Linked DNA regions of Mus musculus: all the other regions are linked to region 2. Evidence: chromatin contacts called from public Hi-C and HiCAR-type data. All regions are on one chromosome and are shown on one strand. Each heading gives the region's core, a stretch centred on a gene start, on an enhancer-like site or on the middle of the called end of the contact. The rest is flanking DNA. Distances are from core to core; before and after follow the strand shown.

Region 1 (3,251 bases), core at 442-2,941, 600 kb after region 2:
GTTCTGCCTGAACATATGTATGTGTATCATATGTGTGTATGCTGCTGTCAGAGTTCTGAAGAGGACACTTAATCATCTGGGACCATATGAGTACTGAGGCTTGAACCAGGGTCCTGTGGAAGAGCAACACATGCCTGAGTCTGTCTCGTTCTCTTTAGTTGGAGATTTTCGTTTGGGAACAACTCACTGAACCACTTTATAGTGGTATCAGCAGGTGAAATGTCATAGCTTCAGTTTATTCTTTTACAGAAATAAGAACCACCCATGCTTAGTGGGTTGTTGTTGGGATAAAAGCCTTGTATATATAGGACTTTAGACTCAAGGCTGAAAGTCAGTGTTGCCGGGCAGTAGTGGCACGCCTTTAATCCCAACACTTGAGAGGCAGAGGCAGGCGGATTTCTGAGTTCGAGGCCAGCCTGGTCTACAGAGTGAGTTCCAGGACAGACAGGGCTACACAGAGAAACCCTGTCTCAAAAAACAAAAAACAAAAACAAACAAACAAACAAAAGGAAGTCAGTGTTATCAGCAGGGTGTTTATCCACACTGAGGCTCTCTAGCCTGTGAGATTTGAGGCTTCATTCAAAATAGAGTCCCCAGCAGACTGCATTGACTTTGGAAAAGCTGCAGCCCACCTTCATTGCATTTCCAACAAGAGCTCAAGTTTGATGCTCGGTCAGCCAAAGGATCGAGATTCAGAAAGCCTGAGAACCCCAGGTCATAGTTTATGGAAAAGGTCCAGAGAAGAGTTTAAAGGCATCCACTCTGGCAGAGAAAGCCTTAGAAAGACCTTGAGTGGGCTGGAGAGATGGCTCAGCGGTTAAGAGCACGGACTGCTTTTCCAGAGGACCTGAGTTCAATTCCCAGCAACCACATGGTGGCTGTCAACCATCTGTAATGGGATCCAACACCCTCTTCTGGTGTGTCTGAAGAGAGTGACAGTGTACTCACATTCATAAAAAAAAAAAAATACATTTGAGGGGGAGGGGCAGATGTGAGCGAATCTGTAGGTCTCAAGGCCACAGGCCACCCACACTCCTTCTATACCCCTCCCTTGAATTTGTGTTGTTTACTGAATGTGACACCTGGGGCAGGATGTTCAAGCAAGCCCTGGCCTCATTTTCTAATCAGTAAACTGATATATTAATGAGAGAAAAGAGATGAAGCTCTGAGCAGGGAACCCAGAGCCACCTGGCCACCCAACCAGGAAGGGCTGATTGCTCTTAACAATGTGGGCAAGCAGGTCTGAGAACCATTTGAGATTTCATTAATGATTACCTTGGAATAATTTTCTTTGACCCCAATTAAATTTTGTCCCTACTATGTCACCCAGAAACCAATGTAAAAAGTTCCATGTGGTTCTTTGACCTTCTTTTCCCCAGTGTCCCCACCAAGTCCAGACCACTTCAGCCCACTTATAACACTCGCTGTCACCAAATGGGAGCACCTCAGGTAACATCCTGGAGAGGCACTATGGGTCACCCTGCCTCAATCACTAAAGGTCATTAACTAGCCTCATGGGCCAAGGACATCACAAAAACTAAAGCCATTTTAAAATTGCACCTTGCAGACATGGCGGTTAGCCGAGCCTGGCTTCTTTCTTACCCCTTTTTGCTCTTCTTATAAAGCTTTGTGATTTTCTCCACTGGCAGCCCATACTTCTCAGACAGCTGAAAATAAATAACAGGGAACTGGGTCAGCAGAGAACGGGGCACACAGAGGAGAAGCACATTCCACTCAGTACAACAGTCTCCTAATGAGACACACTGGAACAGTTCATTTAAGACAAAAGCCTGGGTTTCCGTGAACTACCTCCCAAGATCATTCAAACCAAGCCACTGGCTTTGTAGATCAACAAAATGAGATTCCAAGAAGTGAATGGGACCCTAAGTCATAGTTGGCAACCAAGGGTCGCTGCAACCTAACTAACTCTGCCCCCTGACTCTTTGTATCAAGTCATACCCCTTTGCCCTTAGCAGGAAGAGAAAAGAAAGGAGAGTTGCAGCTCCAGCCATGGGCACACAGTCTGAGCAGGTATCACAGAGTCTATACATCCTTATTTTGATTCTCCCTTTGGACAGATCTGAAATCACTCAGCAAAACAATCTTGATAAAAGTAGCATTTCTGATAGTATTTTTAAAAAGCCTCCAATCACCATGGGGGATTAAATGGGTAGCCATACATGAGAACAGATTTCAAGAGAGCTAGGTGTAGTGGCACATGCTTGTGATCCCAGCACTTAGGCAGGGAGACTGCGAGCCTGAGATCGGGGAGCCGGATGTAGCAGTACACAGCTATATTCCCAGAGCTCAGAGACAGGGGCCAGAGGCCTGGGAGCTACGTGAGCTACACAGTGCCCTCCAGACCAGCCTCGATAGGTAGTGAGAAAAGTTCAAGCAAATGAAAGATTTCAATATGAAAGAAGGGACCAGGAAAGTGCGGGAACAAAATAAACGTGAGTTAATTCTTTGTGTAACTATCATCCTAAAGTTCGGCTTTTCCAGGGAGACACTGAAGCCTGTAAACCAAGGCTAACAGCAGCAATAACAATGTGTCATTTTAAAGTATCAGTTGCTCAAACCACAAAGGAAAATAACATGCTGGGAAACATTTTAAAACGCAAACAACAGATGAGAGCAAACTGCTTTGTTAAACTCGATGGGGAACAGGGCAGGAGAGAAAACACAATAACAGGGCATTTCCGAGAAGAGAACTATAATTGGAAAATATAACGTGAAAACTGTACTGCACTTTTATTTAAATTTTTCAAATGAAAACAACAGGAGTGTGGTACTTTTAACTTAACTATCAAAAGTGCAAATAAGGAGCAAGAGGTGGCTCAGCAGATTAAAGCATTTTCTGTGTTTGGCTCACAGCTCCAAGGGCTCTGGTGCCCTCTTCTGGCCTCCCTAAGTACCTGCACACACATAGCAGACACACTGACATATTAAAAAGAAATCTAAAACAAGACAAAGCGGAAGTCATGATCTAACGTTGGTGAGGGCATTCAGGTTCTGTAGATGGGACAGTGACCCTCAGCCTCCTGGAAAGTAAGTCTGGCAGGAGAATAGTTTTTACAAGCATACACACACTGACCCACAGACTCCACGTCTAGCAATCTGACATACAGAAACACCCTCATACCCAGAGACCTTCAGAGCATAACTGTTCATAAAAGAGAAAATGCCACAATAAACATCCATTAAATTTCTTGATATTTTCTTGACAGAACTCATTTAAAAATATGGGATGC
Region 2 (3,732 bases), core at 514-3,013:
TTCCTTCCAAAATAACACATTTCAGGGACTATTAAGCAGGTCGCCTTATCTGCATCTAAATGCTCTTCCGTGCCTTCATGCAGAATTACTCTTAAAAAATGCTTTGAGATGTATTGTTTTGATGACTTTGAATGAATGAATCCTTGTTTGTAGTTTATTTGCTATGCAATCTTTGGTAAGTTATCTTTTGTGAGAATGACTTTCCTCCCAGAAAACTTTATAATATATAAAAAGTTTTTACTCAGCATTTGATCATATTGCTCCAAGAAAGATAACTCGCTTCAGGTTAATTAAGCTTTAGAGCTTAAAGCAAAATTTCTATCCTGCTTTCTATTTTAGAGGCTAACCACCAAGCAGTTGCCAGATGTTGAAGTCATAACAAGGCTCTTTCCAGAATCTACTGAAAATCTCTTACTTCTTTTTCACGTTTTTGGTTTTTGGCTTTGAGACTGGATCTTCCCATCTAGCCCAAGACGACCTTGGTTTCACGATCCTCCTGCTCCTATCCAAGATGCTGGGATCAGAGGTGTTCAATACCATACTCAACTCTTCTTTCACCATATTATTATTTAATTTGTATATCTTATTTGTGTTTGTATACAAGAAGGGGTAGTGCTGGGGATTGAACCCAAGGCCTTGTACATCATCACCTAATGAGCTACAGTCCCATCCCGCTCATTATATTTTTCTGTCGTACTACCATATATGTACCATATGCTGAAAACATAGAAGCAATTCAACCAAGAGTATTGCCACCATCATTATTCACTGTCTTTGGCCCTTGCAATACAAAAGTGTTGAATCTCTTTACAACTTTAACCTTTGCTTTGAAAAGTATCCGTAGCAAGGATATTGGAGTCTACCGTATTTTGGTTGCTTAATCTTGGCTATTTATCTTCGGGTTCAGTTTAATCTGGAACATGAAAATTGCAGTATCGACTACAGGGAAATATCTCAAAGATTAATTCACATAAAGGGCTTAGCAGAATAGAACCTATCAGGTTGTGAAAGTTCAATAAATATTACTCAGTTAAACAATCACAAAGACTTCAAGGTATTTCCCAGGATTTAGCTATTTTTCCTACTCATTCTCAAGCTCCATTCACGCACACACTTTCCCCCTCCAGTTTCTCCTTTTGGTTGCTGAAATACAAGAGTTCCTTTCTCCTTGGAGTTTTTAACAGTGTCGACCTCCCACCCTGCTTTCCACATCCCATCCAGTGGGCAGCTCTACAGCCACTCTGGCAGTCTCTTGGACTGACTGGGTGCAACCTACCGTGTCGCTGGGGCACCACGAGGGCTAGGGAATGTCCCGGCGTGCCAGTCACCTCGTGTACCAGGTAGTCTGGCACAAGTAGGCAGACTGCAAATTCCAGTAGACGCTCTAGAATTCAGAGCAGATGACAGGCTGGGCAACAGCGCGGAAGCTGGGGGAGCAAGAGTGGGCGGGGTCATGCGACGCTAAAGAACAGGCTTGAAGTGCTCTGGTACTGCGGACTGAACTTACGCAGCCGTCGCCGGAGTGGGGACCCTGCTCAGTGAAGAGAAGCGGGCCAGCCGAGGAAGCAGAGTTCGGCGGCGAGGGGCGGGGCCAGCTGAGGTAGGCGGATCTCTGGCGGGGCGGGCCGGGGCCGGCTGAGGTAGGCGGATCTCTGAGACGCTGGGTGGAGCCGGCTGAGGTAGGCGGATCTCTAGGCAGTGGGGCGGGGCCGGCAGGAAAGGCGGATCTTTCAGGCGCCGAGAGTAGCGTGCCTGGGCGGAGCCACCGCAGAGAAGGCCCCTCAATGGGCCGGCTAGAACCCAGGACCGGCGCGGCAAGGCGTGCCCGGAGCAGGAGGAGGTTCGCACAGGACGATCTGATCCTACTAGGATTTGGTCGGCCGCGCTCAGTTCCTCAGCTCGGGTGGCTCTGGTGGAGTCTGCGCGATGGGCGACCCGGAAAGGCCGGAAGCGGCCAGGCCGGAGAAGGGTGAGGTAAATGTCGCAGTCGCTTCATCCTCCACCCCTGGGTCACGCCCGGACTTTAGGTTGCTGCGAGTCAGTCGCAGGTCCGCTGTAGAGTAGTATTTTATTCGTCGCCGTCAGAAACACTGTGCAGGCCGAAAGGAAGCGCCCTCACCTCAGGCTAGTGTTGGGGAGTCGGGAAGGGCGAGCATGGACGCTGTGCTGCTCTGCTCAGGGCGGAGCAGGAACACTCAGGTCCCGGCTGAGGAAGTCTCCGTGTCCCCTTGTTCTCCAACCTCTGCTCTCCAGTCTTTCTTTTCTTGTCGGGAGCCCTGGCGGGTGAAAAAGGGCTGTGACGGATCTACGCAAGAGAGGTGAACCATCAGATGCAGTTGAGGAACTCGTGTGGAAACTGATGCAGGTGGATGAGGGGAGGAGATGACAGGTGAAGGGAGGACGAGAAACCCTTACAACGAATAAAAGACTGGGAGACCAGTTTTCCTCACACCGAACTTCTAACTGAATCTTCGGGGTGTCTCTTCATTTCAGTAGTGGAAGTGTTTCTTCCTTCACAAAGAATGAAGTGCTTTATGCAAAGTGTTTAATAAATCTAAAATTAACCCGTGCTAGCAGAAAGAAGTATGTAATAAGAGCAAACAAAAATTATACGGCTTTATAGTAATGTAAGTTGTTACTGTGTAATTCCAACTCCACATTTTGGAGACAAATATTCTAAACCATCTGGAATACAAGTAATACTTTTTTTTTTTTTTTTTTTTTTTTTTTTGGTATGTGAGCCTGTTTCTCTTTGTGGTGTCTTGAAGTTAATACTGTGGCAAGTTGGAAGGGGCCATAAAAGTTTGAGCCCACATATATTCATGCTTATACTGGCATTTCTAGACAAAGATGGAGGTTCTAAGTTGATTTTTATTCTGTAATCGTTTAATAATAAATTATGTCTATCCCTTAATTTTCCCCTTGAAACAAAGATACTCAGCACCAATTTCTCCTTTCCGGCAATATTTAGACTTCTCTGGTTTGCCAATGACACCAGGAATCATTCTGGCTTAACACCTGAAAGTTAACTTTTAAAAAAAAAAATTACTTTTAATTCATAAAGACAGAGCAAAGGTTTAGACCTAGAATAAATTTTAGTGAGTACTTTTTTTTTTTTTTTTTTTTTTAACGAATCCAAGAGTTTTTGAGATTCGGGATATCGTAAGCACTTTGTTTTTTAGTTTTTTATTTTTATTTTGGATATGATAGGGCAGTGCGGGCTATTTGTATCAGAAGCATGTGGAGTGATTAATAAAAACTAAATTACCAAGCCTACAACCTGCCTTTGTAACAGGCACTTCAGGTGATCTTAGCACAGTTGATTTAAGGGCCATCTTAAAGGGAAATAAATGAGGTTTATTAGTCTCCTAACATGTAGATTTTTTTCCGATATTCGAACACTTAAGCCAGAATGGCGTTCCTAAGACTCATTACTAGAACTAGGTTCAACTTTCCAAGTTGTTGCTTCTAGTACAGTGTTCCACCAGCTTTTTCAGATTTGTTGATTGATACAGGAATGAAATGGTACACACACACACACACACACACACACACACACACACACATACATAGTTGCAGCTGCATGCACATAAGTGAAAGAGACACAATAGACAACCACATTGGAGGCATGGAGAATGGCAGTCTAGGTTAAACCACTTCAGGTGCTTACTGGGGAATCATAAGCTAGGTTTTGTCTCAGATGACCAGAAACTAAGACAAAACTAAATGCAC
Region 3 (3,428 bases), core at 105-2,604, 570 kb before region 2:
AAAACATATATGTAAAAAAGCACACTTCTGTTCTATGTGTCCCAGAGGCCTAGGTGTGCCAAAAATACAAGTTGTGCTTTCACTTAAAAACATTTTTATTTTATGAACATGAATGTTTTGCCTGTGTGTATATAAGTATTCCACATGCATGTCTGGTGCTTTTGGGTGGGGGGGTGTTGGATTCCTGGAACTGGCATTATAGGCAGTTATGAGGCAACATGTGGGTGTTGGGAACTAAATCCAGGGCCTCTAGAGAGCAGCCAGTGCTCTTAACAGCTGAAGCATTCTCCAGTCCCTCAATAGGTGTTTTTTGAAGGAAATACTACAGGCAAAGGCTTATACTTGGTGTGGAGCCACACACCTGTAATCCTGCCACTTGAGAGATTGAGGCAGAAGAATCAGGAGTTCAAGACCAGCGTTGGCTACATAGCAAATTTTAGGGCAGCCTGGGCTATGTGAGATCCTGTCAGGAAGAAAAGTAAATAAATAAATGAAGAGAGGGGAGGGAAGGAAAAGGAGAGATGGAGAGGAATGGAGGAGGGGAGAGGAAGGGGAGATAAGGAGTGGAAAGGAAAGAGGAAGTAAGAGACAGGGAGGGAGGGCAGGGCAGGGGCAGGAAGGGGAGGAGAAGGTAAGGGAATCAAAGCACAGCAGAGGCCTGGGGGTAAGGATAGTAACCAAAACCAAAGTTGTCACTTCGCTATAACGTCAGCACTTAGGAAGGCCCAGGCAAAAGGATGGAAGCTCAAGACCAGTCTAAATAACGAGACTCTGTATTAAAACTGACTGACTGAATGAATGAATGAATGAATGAATGAACAAAGAAACAGCTAAAAGAAAGAAACATAAGATAACACCACTACGATCGCTATAGTTGGCTGAGCATTTGAGTTGTGCGCAGTAAGCTGGTAATGGCTTACATACGGTGCATATATAGGATTTGACACCACATGACAGCAGACAGGTCAAGTGTTCCTATTAGCATTATCTATCAGTGGATTATCTATGGTTGCTATAGTAATGTTGCTTAATTAAGGACATCTCTTCCAAGCCTCATACCCTCCCTCCTTACTGAACATGCAAACTGGGGGTGGGGGGGGTGGGGGGCCCCCTCAGCAGCAAACCAGCTCCCCACCTGGCTTCTCCTGGGACTCTTTCCCCACAGGTACCCCCTGTTGTTAATCTCTGAGTTATGTAAAGAGCCCCTACTGTGCTTCTTGATGGGAAGGAGGGGGTGGTGTTCTCCGGCTCTTAGTTTGCATAATATTCTCTTCTCTGTCAGAGTTGAGAAAGAAGCTTGTGGTCTGGTGACAGCGGCAGATGGGAGGAGCCATGACTCATCAGTGCTCTGCAGGAATAGAGCAGGGTAGCCCTGGGAGGCTGTAAAGACCCCATCTTCCCCCACCTCTGGCCAGGCCTTGAGAGAGCTTCTTGTAGGAGGAAGGAGGAGAATAGACCTTAGTCAAGCTGTGCTCCGGAGGCTGAGGTCATACCTTAGCACTAATCTCGGGGTGGGGCGGGGTTAGCTAGGCTAGCATAGTAAAACTTTGTATTGCTAGACTCCAACTTTGGGGCTGGGGAGATAATGCAGTTGTTGCCATGCGAACATGAAAGGCTGAATTCTATCCATGAACCCGTGTTAGATAGATAGATAGATAGATAGATAGATAGATAGATAGATAGATAGATAGATAGATAGATAGATAGAAAGAAAGATAGATAGATAGATAGATAGATAGATAGATAGATAGATAGATAGATAGATAGATAGACGGACAGACAGATCGATCATCCAGGTTGTGGGCAAGAGAGATGGCTCCGTGGCTAGGAGCACTTGCTGCACGTCCAGGACCCACGGCAGGCAGCTCACAGCTGTAAATCCAGCTCTAGAAACACCCTGTGCTGGCTTCTCCAGATATCTGTACTCAGGTACACATACTCCTATGCATAATTAAAATAAATTTTTAAAAATCCAGGCATGGCAATCCAAACCTAGAATTCCAGTGTAAGGGAGGTAGAGACAGGTTGCTATCTAGGGCTAGGCAGATTTGCAGCCAGTTTAACCTAACATTGAGTTCCAGGTCAATAAGGAAACAAGCAGAACAAAATAAACTCCAACTTTACATTTAAAAGTAAAAACCAGCCGGGCGTGGTGGCGCACGCCTTTAATCCCAGCACTCCGGAGGCAGAAGCAGGTGGATTTCTGAGTTCGAGGCCAGCCTGGTCTACAAAGTGAGTTCCAGGACAACCAGGGCTACACAGAGAAACCCTATCTCAAAAAAAAAAAAAAAAAAAAAAATCAGTTTGAGGCCAGCACAAGCTACAAAGTCAAGCATAAGCTCTCCAGGGTTTTGTATTTTGTTTTGCTTTGTTGTTTGTAGACCAGGTTAGTCTCTTTTTATAATTTATCATTTTTATTTTATATCCATTGGTGTTTTGCCTGAATGTATGTCTGTGTGAGGGTGTCAGAAGCCCTGAAACTGGAGTTACAGACAGGTATGAGCTGCTATGTGGGTGCTTGGAGATGAGCCTGGATTGTCTAGAAGATCAGCCAGTGCCCATAACTGTAACCAGATATATACTACCTGGCTTCTTTGTTCCCCGAAATAACCACTCTGAGACTGGATTATTATGAATAAATGCTTAGGCCAATAGCTTTGGCACATTTCTGCTAGCTCATAACTCAATTGTCCTGTGTGAACTAGCCTAAGCCAAGCCATACAGCTAGTTACCTGTCCTTCAGTTTCATGTGATTGTCTCCACTAGAGTTCTGGGGCAATTCTCCTGTGTATCTGACTCTATCCCAGAAATCCTCCTTACCAGAACTTCTACCTTCTTATTTCTTGCCTAAACTCATAGGCCAACAGCCTTTTATTGACAAGTAAAGCTTCTACACATTGCACAAAAGATTTCCTCTACATTTAACCACTGAACCATCTCCCCAGTCCCTGAAGTTTTGCTCTTAAGACAGGGACACACACATACACACACACACACACACACACACACACACACACACATACACACACACACACACACACACACACATACACACACACACACATACACATACACAGAGAGAGAGACTTGAACTCCTTACACCTCATGGGGGATTACAGGCATGCACCACCATACCACAGCTTCCATTTTTGTTCTTAACCAAGGTTGCTTTGGCTGTTCTAGGTCTCTTGAGATTTTGTATGGATTTTAGTACATTCTGCCAAACAAACCGAACAACCGTGATTTTGGGGGAGGCTGCAGGCAGGGGGAGCAGCGTTGAGTTCTAACCCTTACTTAGTACAGAAGAGCTTAGGGTAGCTGGAGCCCCAATGTAAGGTATGAAGATGGTGAGTGCCCCAAAGGAATCCACAGGGACACTGATGGGAAGAATTCATATCCAGGCATGGTGGCGCACGCCTTTAATCCCA

Evidence for each region. A called contact is a pair of places that touch in the nucleus more often than the background predicts. HiCAR-type assays count read pairs that join an accessible place to other places.
Region 1: a HiCAR-type map of kidney shows a contact between it and region 2, with 4 times the contacts expected there. The contact joins the enhancer-like site here to the promoter of Rrm2b in region 2. A contact is called at or near these places in 5 of 39 promoter capture datasets (embryonic stem cells, frontonasal cranial neural crest, hippocampal neurons and 2 more), 11 of 115 datasets of contacts at active chromatin or transcription factors (the SCID.adh cell line, T-cell acute lymphoblastic leukemia, astrocytes and 6 more) and 2 of 9 other capture datasets (adipose tissue and embryonic stem cells).
Region 3: a contact with region 2 is called in a Hi-C map of B cells, with 9 read pairs. The contact joins the enhancer-like site here to the promoter of Rrm2b in region 2. A contact is called at or near these places in 6 of 39 promoter capture datasets (the C10 cell line, the HPC-7 cell line, cranial neural crest and 3 more), 1 of 484 Hi-C or Micro-C datasets (B cells) and 1 of 9 other capture datasets (liver).

Annotation. Positions count from the first base shown.
Region 1 is chr15:37,356,786-37,360,036 of GRCm38.p6, reverse strand. It overlaps Grhl2 (grainyhead like transcription factor 2), which reads right to left. Exons shown (of 16, transcript NM_026496.4): 15 at 1,603-1,667. Among named protein-coding and RNA genes, the nearest start is that of 4930447A16Rik, 67 kb to the left of the region's middle. Within about 2 kb of position 1,691, at least 6 of the 459 cell types and tissues checked have an H3K27ac peak or open chromatin away from gene starts, as enhancers often do. A contact at or near this core is called in kidney, where this site is marked.
Region 2 is chr15:37,959,086-37,962,817 of GRCm38.p6, reverse strand. It overlaps Rrm2b (ribonucleotide reductase M2 B (TP53 inducible)), which reads left to right and starts at 1,763. Exons shown (of 9, transcript NM_199476.1): 1 at 1,763-1,974. The coding sequence starts at 1,927. It overlaps Gm49085 (a long non-coding RNA gene), which reads right to left and starts at 1,660. Exons shown (of 2, transcript XR_003951596.1): 1 at 1,277-1,660.
Region 3 is chr15:38,533,452-38,536,879 of GRCm38.p6, reverse strand. No RefSeq gene overlaps it. Among named protein-coding and RNA genes, the nearest start is that of Azin1, 16 kb to the right of the region's middle. Within about 2 kb of position 1,354, at least 147 of the 459 cell types and tissues checked have an H3K27ac peak or open chromatin away from gene starts, as enhancers often do. A contact at or near this core is called in B cells, hematopoietic stem and progenitor cells and neutrophils, where this site is marked.